Linked DNA regions of Gossypium hirsutum: region 1 is linked to region 2. The links are chromatin contacts, called in public Hi-C maps. All regions are on one chromosome and are shown on one strand. The core of a region is the stretch at or near the end of the contact, and the rest is flanking DNA. Distances in the headings are between cores, read along the strand shown. Region 1 holds the start of LOC107931521. Region 2 has its middle 12 kb from the start of LOC121210789.

Evidence for each region. Hi-C and Micro-C count contacts between places; a contact is called where the count stands out from the background.
Region 1: a Hi-C map of leaf shows a contact between it and region 2, with 2.7 times the contacts expected there. The contact joins the promoter of LOC107931521 here to the enhancer-like site in region 2. A contact is called at or near these places in 11 of 34 Hi-C or Micro-C datasets (anther, callus, fibers and 2 more).

The regions. Positions count from the first base shown.
Region 1 is chrA12:49,061,556-49,067,820 of Gossypium_hirsutum_v2.1, forward strand. It overlaps LOC107931521, which reads right to left and starts at 3,153. Exons shown (of 2, transcript XM_016863431.2): 1 at 2,658-3,153; 2 at 1,750-2,570. The coding sequence starts at 2,885. The coding sequence ends at 2,394.
Region 2 is chrA12:48,916,210-48,922,423 of Gossypium_hirsutum_v2.1, forward strand. No RefSeq gene overlaps it. Among protein-coding and RNA genes, the nearest start is that of LOC121210789, 12 kb to the left of the region's middle. Within about 2 kb of position 2,967, at least 7 of the 9 cell types and tissues checked have an H3K27ac peak or open chromatin away from gene starts, as enhancers often do. A contact at or near this core is called in fibers and leaf, where this site is marked.

The DNA.
Region 1 (6,265 bases), core at 1,903-4,402, 150 kb after region 2:
TTAAAATGGAAACAGATTAGCTAAAAATGAATCAGTGCGTGCGATGATTGTGGAATTGAACTTGTACTTTTTGTGAGTTCGTTCAGGAGAAGCAGCATGAGGGAAAACTAAAATCCACATTCATAGGCTTTTGGTTGAAGCAGAAATAATTTATGTAAACAAAAAATGACATTTGGCTGCTCAGCTAGTAATTTAAAGATGATGGTGATCACAATTACACATTCTGGCCTTGCTAATTTGTTTGAATCTAGAAGAAATGTAAATGATACCAAATTTAACTCTATGCAACCAAGCTTCACAGTTAACTGTAAAAGTATCGTGCAACATTAGGCTACACGCTCCAATCACCTTACCACAAATAAAAGCCTCCTTTGGTATGGTTATCAAAGTTACTTTACCCGATAATTCAGCCTGGCGCTTATATGTAAAAGTAGAATTTTATAATAAGATTCGAAAAATATTTTTAAAATAAATTTTATTAGAATTTTCTAACTATAATTACTAACTTGGTACAAATTATCAAATTCAAAGCTTAGAAGTGTATTCAAGCCAGCGAAAAATTAAATTATTCATAAAAGTATAGGGGTTAGTTATGGAATTTGACCTAAAATAATTATATAACATGTCAAAAACTATTTGCTATACCATAAAGGACATTTAATAACACAATGACCAAAATGCAACATATCAATATCGTTAAGAGGCTATATTATAACTTTTAAATTTTAGTAATCAAAACATAATTTAAATTATATATAACTTTAAATTTAAATAATTCAAAATTTCAACGAATATATAATTCAAATATTTTTGAAAATTGATTTTAAATTAAAGTGTGCACCGTTATAATTTCACAAAGTTATAAATTTCTTACGTGTCGTTTTAAGTTAAATATCTAAAATATTTTATAAACATCCAATTGGTTACTAAAGCTAATTGAGTATTAAATTAGAATAGATTAAATTATAGATGAAATGATATGAAAGTATTTATATTAATATGCTCTCATTTATCACCTTAAATAAAAAAAAATATAAAATGAATATAGGTGTGAATATACTTATAGAGGATAACGTGAAAACTGGATTTGGCTCAACATTTAAATTAGTTAGTTTGTTGGGTGGTTTTTGTGGAACACCTGGCGTAGTGGCATGACATCTCATGTCTAGCGTATTTCGTAAGCCACGTGAGAAGAACATAAACATGAAGTTTGTTTGCAACGTTTTAATGCAGTCTGTTCGGTTACTGAATAACCAATTGCTTGCAATGATAGAAATCTATTCCTACTTTGATATCACTTCCTGTTTCTCCCCTATTCTTTAATCTTTCTTCCTTTTTTCCAAGTCTAATTTTGAGGGGGAGGGGGCATTTGAAATTCCAGTTTCATGGTTTTTAATTTTTATACTCGAAAATTTTAATGCATTTATATGGTAACATAATCATTTTAGTTTTCAATTTTTAAAATGTAATCAAATGGCTTACTTTTTACAATAATAAAATTGATTTAAACTGTTAAAATTTTAATGGCATTAATATAAAAATTCAAGTGACAATTTATGAATTATATGTGAATTGTTACACCAATAAGTACATCAATATCGTTAAAATTTAAATAGTGCAGTTTTTTCGTCTAAAAACAAGCAGATTGACTTGAAACAGAAACTACGTTTAAAACAGAAACTGAGATAATACCAGACAAAGTACCAACCTACCAAAACGGAAAATGAGATAATACCATAACAAGTACCATTAACATGGAAAATGTGCTTTTGCTTGACTTGAAATTTGTCCTTACAAAGGCATATTGATAGAAAAGCCCTACAGGTTTGCCTAATTTTACGCACTGGTCCTTTACAGATAAGGGCTAACTTGGTTCCACTTCCCTATCCCCAAATAGACCAGAGTGTAGTAATTTTTATCAAGGCAACTCAAATAAAAAAATAGTTTTCAATCCTTCATGTACTGAAAAATGAACACTAAAGATACCTAGACCTCTTTCTAGGAAAGAAAATACATAGTTTGCTTAGCCAAGAAAATTGGACTTAAAAACTTCAACCAAGTTTGCTCTTACAAAACAAACTGCAAATTTAAGAATGATGAAGGAAAGATTACATGACATTGGGGAATAAGGTAGGGTGTGTCATATAAATGAATGACGTACATAATCTATAAACTTAAACAGTGAGATCTGGATCTACGCTTTTATGGATACCGATTTCATTAAGCCATCTCATTTTCCAACTGACAAAAACAATTGGAATCTTCTTCCTTGGGGGAATGATGGCATGAAATTGTACACACAAACTCACGTCTTCTTTTTTCTTTTACTGGTAAAAACTCATGGAGAAAAGGGAAAATTAATCTAATTTCTCCAAATTATGTACAACAAGTGGTCAAATAGCCAATCCAAAAGGTACTGGGCAACGCGCTGGCTTGGGTGGCTTTTCAATTTTCACTTCAACCTTGTCTTGCCGTGGAGGCTGACACGGACATGGTAATGCTATGAATTTTGGGATCTCATCTCCTGGCATTAATACAGGTAGGCTTTGGCTTTGGTTTTTCTTTAAATCCTGAAATACAATAAGAAAGAAAAAAAATGAGCTAAAGGTTGAATTCTCATATCATTTTTTTTTCTGAAAGGGTGGCAGAGAAATTACCAAGAAATCAGGCATGGGTTTGGAGGGAGAAGCTTCGATATCGGGATGGGGATCGGTGCGGTCGGCGGGAGATCGGCGGAGTGATCTGAGCTTGTCCCAGTGGTAGCAGCAGGAGAAGATACCACTCAAGCTGAAAATGATGATTAAGAGGAGGGCAGTGCCAAGAGGGAAGCCGAGGGACGGTCGAAATGCATCCACATGGGGTGGCGAAACAACCTGATTCTCCATCACATACACTACTACTACTCTTCCTCGACGATGAACCACTACTTCTTTCTGATGCTGTTGCTCCTTCTCTCATATGTATGAAGAAAAAGAGATGCTGTTAATGAAGGATGGTTATTTTAGTGAAGTGTCGGCTCAAATGGCAAATATGAGGAGAGGAATGAGACTGAGGAGCGATGGGGAGAGGGGATTTTATAAAATGAAAGGGGAGGTGTGTATGTGACCCAATAATACCATGTGGAGAGGTGCACCGGCAATTGTCCTGAGTGTTCGGGTCCCAGTACGGAATTTGGTAGGTCCGGCTGTTGGGTGCAAGCCAGGCCATGACCATAACACAATAGCTTAAAAGCTCAACAAGTGAAAGTTTATAATTTTATATATTTAGATAACTATTGTAATTAACGGGGGAAATTAGAAAGGTGTGAAAGCAAAAACTGGGAAATTTAGAACAATAGAAAAAGGAATTGGCTCCATTAGCTGGCAACTTGAGTCTGCTCTGGTCTGGTTTGGTCTCCCCCTTTGTACACTTTTCCTTTTTTGATGTTCTTCTAAGGACAATTACTTGCAAGTTTTGGCCCCTTCAAAACAACTGCTTATTCAAGCTATCATTTTCTATGGACGGCAGCCACCTACTTGTGTTGCAAGGAATGGTCCAAACTGTTTGTACTTCAAAATTCAATCTTTGCAACTACCGTTATGTCTTAACTTACAGTTAATTTGATAATGGCTTATACCTAAAAAAAAATAGTAGAACTTGCTTACACAAAGAATTGTACTTTATTGATATTAAACTTAACCTTTTAAAATCAAAGATCAGACTTTTTTTAGTCAAATGAAAATGGGGTCTAAGGGTCCTACAATGCTAAAACACAAGTGGGTGTTTCATAATTTTGCCTTTCGAACTTAATAAAGGGACAAAAGAAATATTAAAAAAAAACCATTTTTTCTCCTGGTTTTACAGTAGAAAGTGAAACTTCAAGAAATTGCTGGATGTTTTTGCAATACAAGAAAGTTCCAAGAAAAGAAAGATTTTATAGAAAAAGTAAGAGTAATATCCAACCAATTGTTAAAGAGATTTTTTTTTTCATATGAATTATGATTGATAGCAACATCATGGTGGCAATGAAATCTTTATATAGAAGAAATGTCGTGTGGAATCCAAATTTGAAAATGCTTAAGAAAGATTTTTCAGCTGTCATTTGACTTAGCCTTCCCTTTTCCACCCACCAAAATATACAGAAAACCAGAACTCTTTTCCCTTCGTTTTTCTTCATATATGGGGGACCCTTTTTTTTAGGTTTCTTTAATAGTTCGAAAACTGTTTAATAGTTCGAAAACTGACTTGTTCGCATCATTCATAAATAGTTAAACCGAAATCGGGTTTCGCGGAAGATCAAACTTTTGGAATGTTTGCATCATTCCACACATTTTCATATGAATGTGACAAAATTATTAGAGATTTTAGTTGCAATTTGGGGTTTCATTCCATTTTTTTTATTGTTCTTTTTATTCCTGTGAATGGATTATTAGGCTTGGAAACAGAAAATTTGTAGCTGGAAAAATTCACTACCTATAAGCAGGTCCTTTTCATACCTTTCTGGTTTCCATTTAACCATTATCTGCCATGCACGGAGCTTTGTTTTTCAGCCTCGATGGCAACTGCTCGAAACCTGCTCAATATGCAACTTCTTGGTGCCCTCTTATTCATCTATCTTTAACATTCCAGATTTTAGGGGAAAAAGTTGAATCTGGGGACACAAGGGAAGGGCAAAACGGTGAAACAAGAAGAGTTAAAACGAGGTGATAAATTTTGGGACAGTGATATTTGATGGGAAAAAGTTGATATCCTACGTAGGAAATGTTGATATCCATCTCTACCTATTGTGCCAATGGGACCATTAGCTTTTGTCAGTTTGCTACACTTCAGAAAAATTTACATTCAAACTCTCATAAATCTGAACTTTTTTCAATTATGGGTTTTCAACTTTTCGTCAATCAATGAGTATCATGTATATCTTTTCTATTTACCAAACCAAGCTGTTGAGTTTGTTGATATCCATTCTCCTATCACTTCCTCTCACCTGAAACCTTATCTATGATCTGTTGGCAAATATTATTTTACCCAAATGACCCAGGTAATTATTTATATAAATGATATTATTCAAAAACAATCACTTAAATGATCTGAAATAAATAGTAAAAATGAGTAGGAGGACTAAATGGTCGGCATCAGCATTTTTTCTGACACAATCATTGCCTGATGATTGTGTTAGGCGTTAAAAAAAATGATTTTTAAAAAAAATGATTTTTTGGGTGCTGGGGACTAGATGGCCGACACCCTTATATTTTTTTCATCTCATATCATACTGGTATATGTTTATACTTGCATTTGAAAAAAAAATGTTGGGGTGCTGGCACATTAATGGCCAGCACCCCTTTATCAAATTAATTTTTTTAAAATATAAAAAAAAATTTGGGTGTTGGGATACTTATGGCCGACACCATTGTACCAAATTTAAAAAAATATATATATTTTTGGGGTGCTGGGACACTGATGGTCGACACTCCAGTACTAGATTTAAAAAAAAAATTATGTGTTGGGACACTGATGGCCGACACCCTAGTACCAGAATTTAAAAAAAAATTGGGGTGCTAGGACACTGATGGTCGGAACTCCAGTACCAGATTTAAAAAAAATAATTCTTTTTTGAGGTGCTGGATATTGATAGTCAGTACCCCTTAATATATAGAGGTGTTCTGTCTTCCATTTGAGCTTTTTGTTTGCTTTATCAGTTGGATATTGAGATTAAGAATATTAGTGTTTTTTTTTTGTTGAGGAGGAAGCAAAAGTTGTTGAACATGAGTTCCCAAATTCTGTTTGTTTATGTTCATTTCGATGGAAAAATGATAAATATATATGAAGAAGGTTGTGTCTTTCAAAGTCAGCAAAAAACCGAAATGAGATTCAACAAGTGTGTTTTGCTAATGGATTTGAAAAAGAAGATTAGTACAAAGATAGCTACTCATTGCAGGAAGCAAATGTTAAGACTGTTTTACAAATTTTTGATTTTAGCAGATTCGCTTAAGTTCTCAGAAATGGAGCTTGAAGATGATGATGATCTAGGGACAATGATAGCAATTGATTGCCCTCTGAGATGGATAATCCTAGCTCAGTTGAGTTGTTCGCGGAGATAGTTGAATCAAACTCTATTCAAGTTGTAATTCCAGTAAGTCAGCGTTCTGGAATTGATTTTGATCTTAATGTCTGCTAGGAAGATCAGTCAGGTTGTAGAGGATCACTGCAAACTCCTGAGAATCCAAACTACGGTGGATGTTTGTATAACATCTCAATCCCATGTCCTCTTCTAGAGATTCATCCAGAG
Region 2 (6,214 bases), core at 1,717-4,216:
ACATTCCTCTAAAACTCTGTGAAATACCTCCATTTGACATTCTTCCCGTGGCATTCCCCCTTCTTTTTCAAAAGAATCTATAATTCCATTAAAGTCACCACACCCAAGCTAAGATGACTCTTGTGTGCGTCTTAAATTCCTCAACACATCCCATACATCATTCCTACCACTCAAAAATGGAGCACCATAAAACCCTGTGAACCTCCACTCCAGTTCCACTTTAGTCTCTTTAATAACCACATCATTATAATTAGAGGAGAAGCTTAGTAAATCAACAGCAACCAACTTCTTCCAAGCCAGACAAGGACCCCCTTTTGAATCATTAGTCGAAACCTCAATGCCATCTAAGAAACCACATCTCCTACAAACACCTTCCATCCTTCTTTTATTCAGTTTAGTCTCCATAAAAAAGACTGATTGGGAATTATACATCTTCATCTTATGCCGAAGTCTTCTTATTGCTCGTGGACTCTCCAAACCAAAAACATTTTAGTATATGATTTTCATTGCGACCAGTCGACTTGCTTCTTGGTAGTTGCCGATAATAGATGATCCCGGTCTATCAATCTTCCAACTAAGTTTCCCAATGATTCATTCACCAGTGATTCACTGAGACTCCAACATTTCTTTTGTTTTCTCTTCTTCCCTTTACCATTTTCTATGGGGTAGTCCTCCAAATCGTGGTCCATATCCATTTTCCCACTCCTATGTTGCAAATCTCTTTCTAAGTTTAACCCTAAAATAGGGTCTATATGCCTTTTTAAGCCTCGTCTTCCTCTCAAGATCCCCATCCAAATCCATACCAATCATAGTTATCCAATTTCACCCCCTACACCTTCCCCCCCAGCCAAATGCTATTCATTGCTAATGTTATCCTTAACTGAGCTCTCAGCGATAGATCCCATCCCATATCAACAACCTCTTCCCCTTTTTCCATCTAGATCTTATAGAATGGGTCATTATGCCCTAAATTCCCACAATAAAAACAAAGCATTGTCAGTCTTTCATATTTAAAATGAACATAAGAACATTTTTCTCTAGTTAACATAACCTACTTCAAGGGTTGCTTGACATCTATTTCAACTCGTACTTGCATATAGCTTTGTAAGCCACTTTCTAAACTCTTAGTGTCATACTCTAAGAATTTACTAATAAAATCCCTCAATTGCCATGCTATACCTTCAAAATAAAAACTTGGATGAACATCATGCACTTATACCCAAAACCATGTATAGATCAATGGTACCTTGGGCGGATCCTCACCCACATCCATTCGATGGAAGACCAACAAATGATTGTTAAAAGTCCATGGAGGCCCATTTTGCACACGCTCGAGACCCATTTTATGAAAAAAACGAAAGAGAAATCTCTTATCCCCCATATTTGAGATATGAACTCCTCTTATAAGATGCCAAATATTCGCCATCATGCATCTTATAGCTGAAAAATGGATTACACTCGCTGTGAGGAAACACCCTACCAGACATAGATTAATGGCTTCCTTCGATAAATTAGACTCCTCCTGTACTTGTAAAATCTCCTCCTCCGCTTTATCTAAAGATAGCTCTGCTAATTCATTCTCCATCGCCAATAAACCCCAATACTAACCAATTACAACCAAACACCTATCATGCCACTGTCGATTCCACAATCACTCACTAAAAACAAAAAAAAATTCCTAAAAAACTTTGCTAGAGAAGAAAACAAAAACGTGCTAGTATAGCAGACTATTTTTTAGTGTTATGTATGTATTTTTTAGATTTTATATAAAAACATAAAAAGATAGAAATACCTTCAAAACAATATTTACCACTTTGTAAAAATAAGGGGTTTTAGTAAATTTAGACTTGAGTTAGGACCCGATTGAAGGTGACACCAACTCAATCGAAACTTTAAATATTAGCATAGATAAGGAGAGAGAACCACTTACACCATTGTAAAATGTAAAACTAAAGTGGTTTAACACACTTTCATAATTTTTTATACTACAATTATTTTAACATTCCAACTGTTATATTTCATACTCTATTCATGTAGATCATGCATGTCAAGTTTCACATAAATTGAAAAATTTTAAGTAGTTGTTGTATGTAAAAAGAAACTTTAAACCATTAAATATATATTAATATAGACAATATTTTAAATCGATATGATAGAGATATCAGATCAATCTAAAATTTACATGTATAACTAGTACAAATATCTTGATAAATTAGAAGATTAGATTATTTAAGGGGGAGGGATCCACTTACATGGTGTAAAAACTAAAGTAGTTTTACGTACTTCCGTAACTATTTATATGATTAATATTTTAGTGATCTAACCGTTGAATTTATCAATATAATTGTATTTGTCATGCATGTAAATTTTCGAAATGATCTGATATTTTTATCATATCGATATAAAATACTTTATATATTAATATATATATTCAATTGTTGAATTTTTTTACATAAAAAAAAGTTAGAAGTTTTAAATTTACATCAAATTTGACATGCATGATCTACATGAATAGACCATAAAATATAATGGTTGAATCATTAAAATATTAACCATATAAATAGTTATGAAAGTGTGTAAAACAATTTTATTTTTTGTATTGTGTAAGTAGATCCATCCTATTTTTTAAATATTAATTGTATAAAAATGAGGAAATGGTGGACAACCATTGAATCCCTCCATAATGTACAAATATGGTATATTCTCAATATTTTTTTTTGACGTAAACACCGAGAGATTTATTAGAAATAAAAAAAATAAAGAGTCAAATACAAAAAACCAAACAAATGATAAAACTAATAAACCAACCTTAGCTGTAAAGCACTACAGAGGAAAAACAACTTAACTCTCGGTAAAACTTAGTGGGAAAGATGGAACGACAAATCAATACCCACTTCTATCTCAACAGCAGATCAAGAAAAACCCAAAAATTTCTCCAGCCAAAAACCCCACACAGAGCACCCTTCAAGACTAAGAAGTCATGCCCACAAGATCTCTGGCCAAGTAAACTTCTGCCACTACCGGTAAGTCCTGTACCCAGAAACTATCTTCCGAAATCAACATCCTCTCTTTTGCTAACATATGAGCCACCATGTTCGCTCGTCTGTCAACATGCTAAAAGGAAATACACTGAAAAGAACTTGCTTGTATCTTTATTTCTTCGATGTAAGTCCTCATGTCTGAAAAATCTGGAAGAACTTGGTTTATTTTAGCAATCGTAGTTCTAGAATCACCCTCATTTGCACATGAGTAAAACCCATATCCCTAGCGAAATCCAGAGCCTGAAGGCAGGCTATAGCCTCAGCAGTGAACGAATCTGAGACAAACTTATTAAAAATGGTTCCGTATCCCATCACCTGACCCCTAGAATTTCTGATAATAAAACCAGAAGATGACTGACGAAGAGTTATTCTAAATGCAGCAACGAAATTTACCTTAACAAAAGGTTCTTGAGGAGGCATCCAAATGGGATTCATTTTGTTCACCGGAGCAGGTATTCTCTCTTTCAACTTACACATCTCCTTTATAATACTGAAAGTAAGAGAGCAGATATCTTCGGCTGATTGTCGCTTTCCCTCCATTGTGCGTTTATTTCGGGCTTGCCAGAGTGCCCAGGCTGTGGTTGTAGCAATTTCACCAAAATCATGCCTTCTGTCTTGAAAAACCAAGTTGAGCTAGGTACAAAAATCCATACTCTCATTGAAATTTGACTAGTCAACTCCCATTGATTGCCAAACATCTTTCGCAGGTCCACAAACTAGGAGAGTATGCATGAAATTCTCCGAGGCTTCACCATAGCTAGGGCAACTTGGGGAAGAGCTAAAACGTCTATTGTATAGATTAACAGTAGCAGGAATATAATCTTTTGTAAATCGCCAAACAGCGATTCTGATCTTTGGGGGAAGATTTAATTCCCAAATATTTTTGTAAACTCCTGAAGAGTCAGTATTCATAGCGTCTTCAACCCGCGAACCAACAAGACAGCGATACCCACTACGAACCGTATACCTGCCAAAGTTATCAGCAAACCACACCATTCTATCTTTAGAGTTGTAAACCGAAAGAGGAATGCAACAGATTACAATAGCTTCCAAAGGGGTAAAACACCTACTATTTAAATCCACTTTCCAGGACTTAGTAGAATAATCAATAAGCTCTGACACTTTGTCAAACATGCTGTTTGCAGGAGTAGCGTGAATTTTTCCCCCTGCCCAACGAGGTAACCAACAATCTTGCAAAATTGATATTTGGGAACCTGATCCCACTTTCTAGCCCAAACCATCTTCTAAAACCTTTCTGGCCGCAAAAATACTCTTCCAAGTATACGACGGATTAGTGCCTAATGTGACATTCCAAAATGAGGTATGGGGATAGTACCTAGCTTTATAAATACGTCCCAATAAAGAATTCAGATTAGTAACTAACCTCCAACCTTGTTTCGCTAAAAAGGCAATATTAAACTTGCCAAGATCCCTAAAACCCATACCACCACAATTTTTAGGGATACTGAGATTAGCCTAGTTACACCAGTGCATTCCATTTCAAGTTGAACTTTTTTGCCACCAAAACCTACTCATGATACTTTCAAGCTTCATACGCAACGTCTTAGGAAACAGGAAACACAACATCGAGTATGTAGAAATAGCTTGAAGGACCGTTTTAATAAAAACTTCTTTTCCACCTTGAGAAAGAAGTCTATCTCCCCAACTCTGAACTTTCATCCTCATCCTATCACAAATATGTTGAAACACATCCTTCTTTTTCCTCCCAACCATCGTAGAGAGACCCAAATATCTTTCCATACATAGTGATCGCCGAACTCCTAACATCTGCACCAAACGACTACAAGAAATATCAGAGACATTTGAGCTGAAGAAAATCTGTGACTTATCAAGGTTTATCTTCTGCCTTAACGCAGTTTCATAACGTTTCAAAATATCCATCAAAACCCGCCCTCCTGTATCGTTTGCATCGCCAAAAATAATACTGTCATGAACAAAAAATAGGTGAGTGACAGCAGGGCTTCCTCTACAAACTTTCACCCCTCTTAAGTTGCATGTCTGAACAGCAGAATCTAATAAAGCTGATAAGCCCTCCGTACAAATCAGAAAAAGGTAGGGGCTTAAAGGATCCTCTTGATGTAGTCCACTTTGAGGGAAAAAATTCTCACTCGAGGACCCATTGAAATTGACAGTATAAGACACCAAGGAGATACAATAAATTATCAAACTAATCCATTCCGACGCAAAACCCATATGCTTCATCATTCCTTCTAAAAAACCTCATTCCACTCTATCGTAAGCTTTGCTCATGTCAAGCTTTAACGCAAAAAAACCTTTTTTTCCCTTTTCTCCTCTTTTTCAAAGCATGTAAAATTTCATATGCCACAAGGACATTATCTAAGATTAGTCTACCCGGCACAAACGCTCCTTGAGCATGATCAATGCATTGGTCCAAAACCAATTTCAATCTATTAGCAATGGTCTTAGAAATTATTTTGTATAAGACTGAACATAGACTAATAGGGCGAAATAGAGACATCATATCTGCATCACTTACTTTGGGAATGAGAATAATCTTGGTAGAATTAACTTCATGAAGTGAAGTCTCCCTATTAATGACTTGTAAACAAAACTTCGCTACATCCTGTCCGATTTTGTGCCAGAACTTTTGAAAGAAAATAACATGAAAACCATCAACTCCTGGCACTTTAGTCGGCTCTATCTCCCAAAGAGCCTCTCTGATTTCCTCAACCTTGAACTCACGCAATAGTTTTTCATTCATAGATGGAGACATTCTTGAGGAAACTCCTCCATACGTATTATCATCATCCCTCTGCCAAGAACTAGTAAATAATTCCTTAAAATAGCTGACTGTCGTCTTCATCATCTCATCTTCCTCAGTAATAACCGAACCATCCTCACATTTGAGTCTCATGATCTTATTCATACGGCGTTTGTTAGAAGTAAGACTGTGGAAAAATTTTATATTATGATCCCCATTCTTAAGCCAATTAGATCGGGCCTTCTGTTCCTAGTACATTTTGGTTTTATCTATTTCCAGATTAAGATCTAGCTTAGCTTCAATAATTTCCTCCAAGGTCTCGTCATTAGGAGGGGTGTTGTCAAGAGTATTCAATCTGCTTTTAAAAGAAATCACTTTACCATATTTCTCCCTCCTAATCCTCATTGCCCATCTACTGAGACCTTTGCCA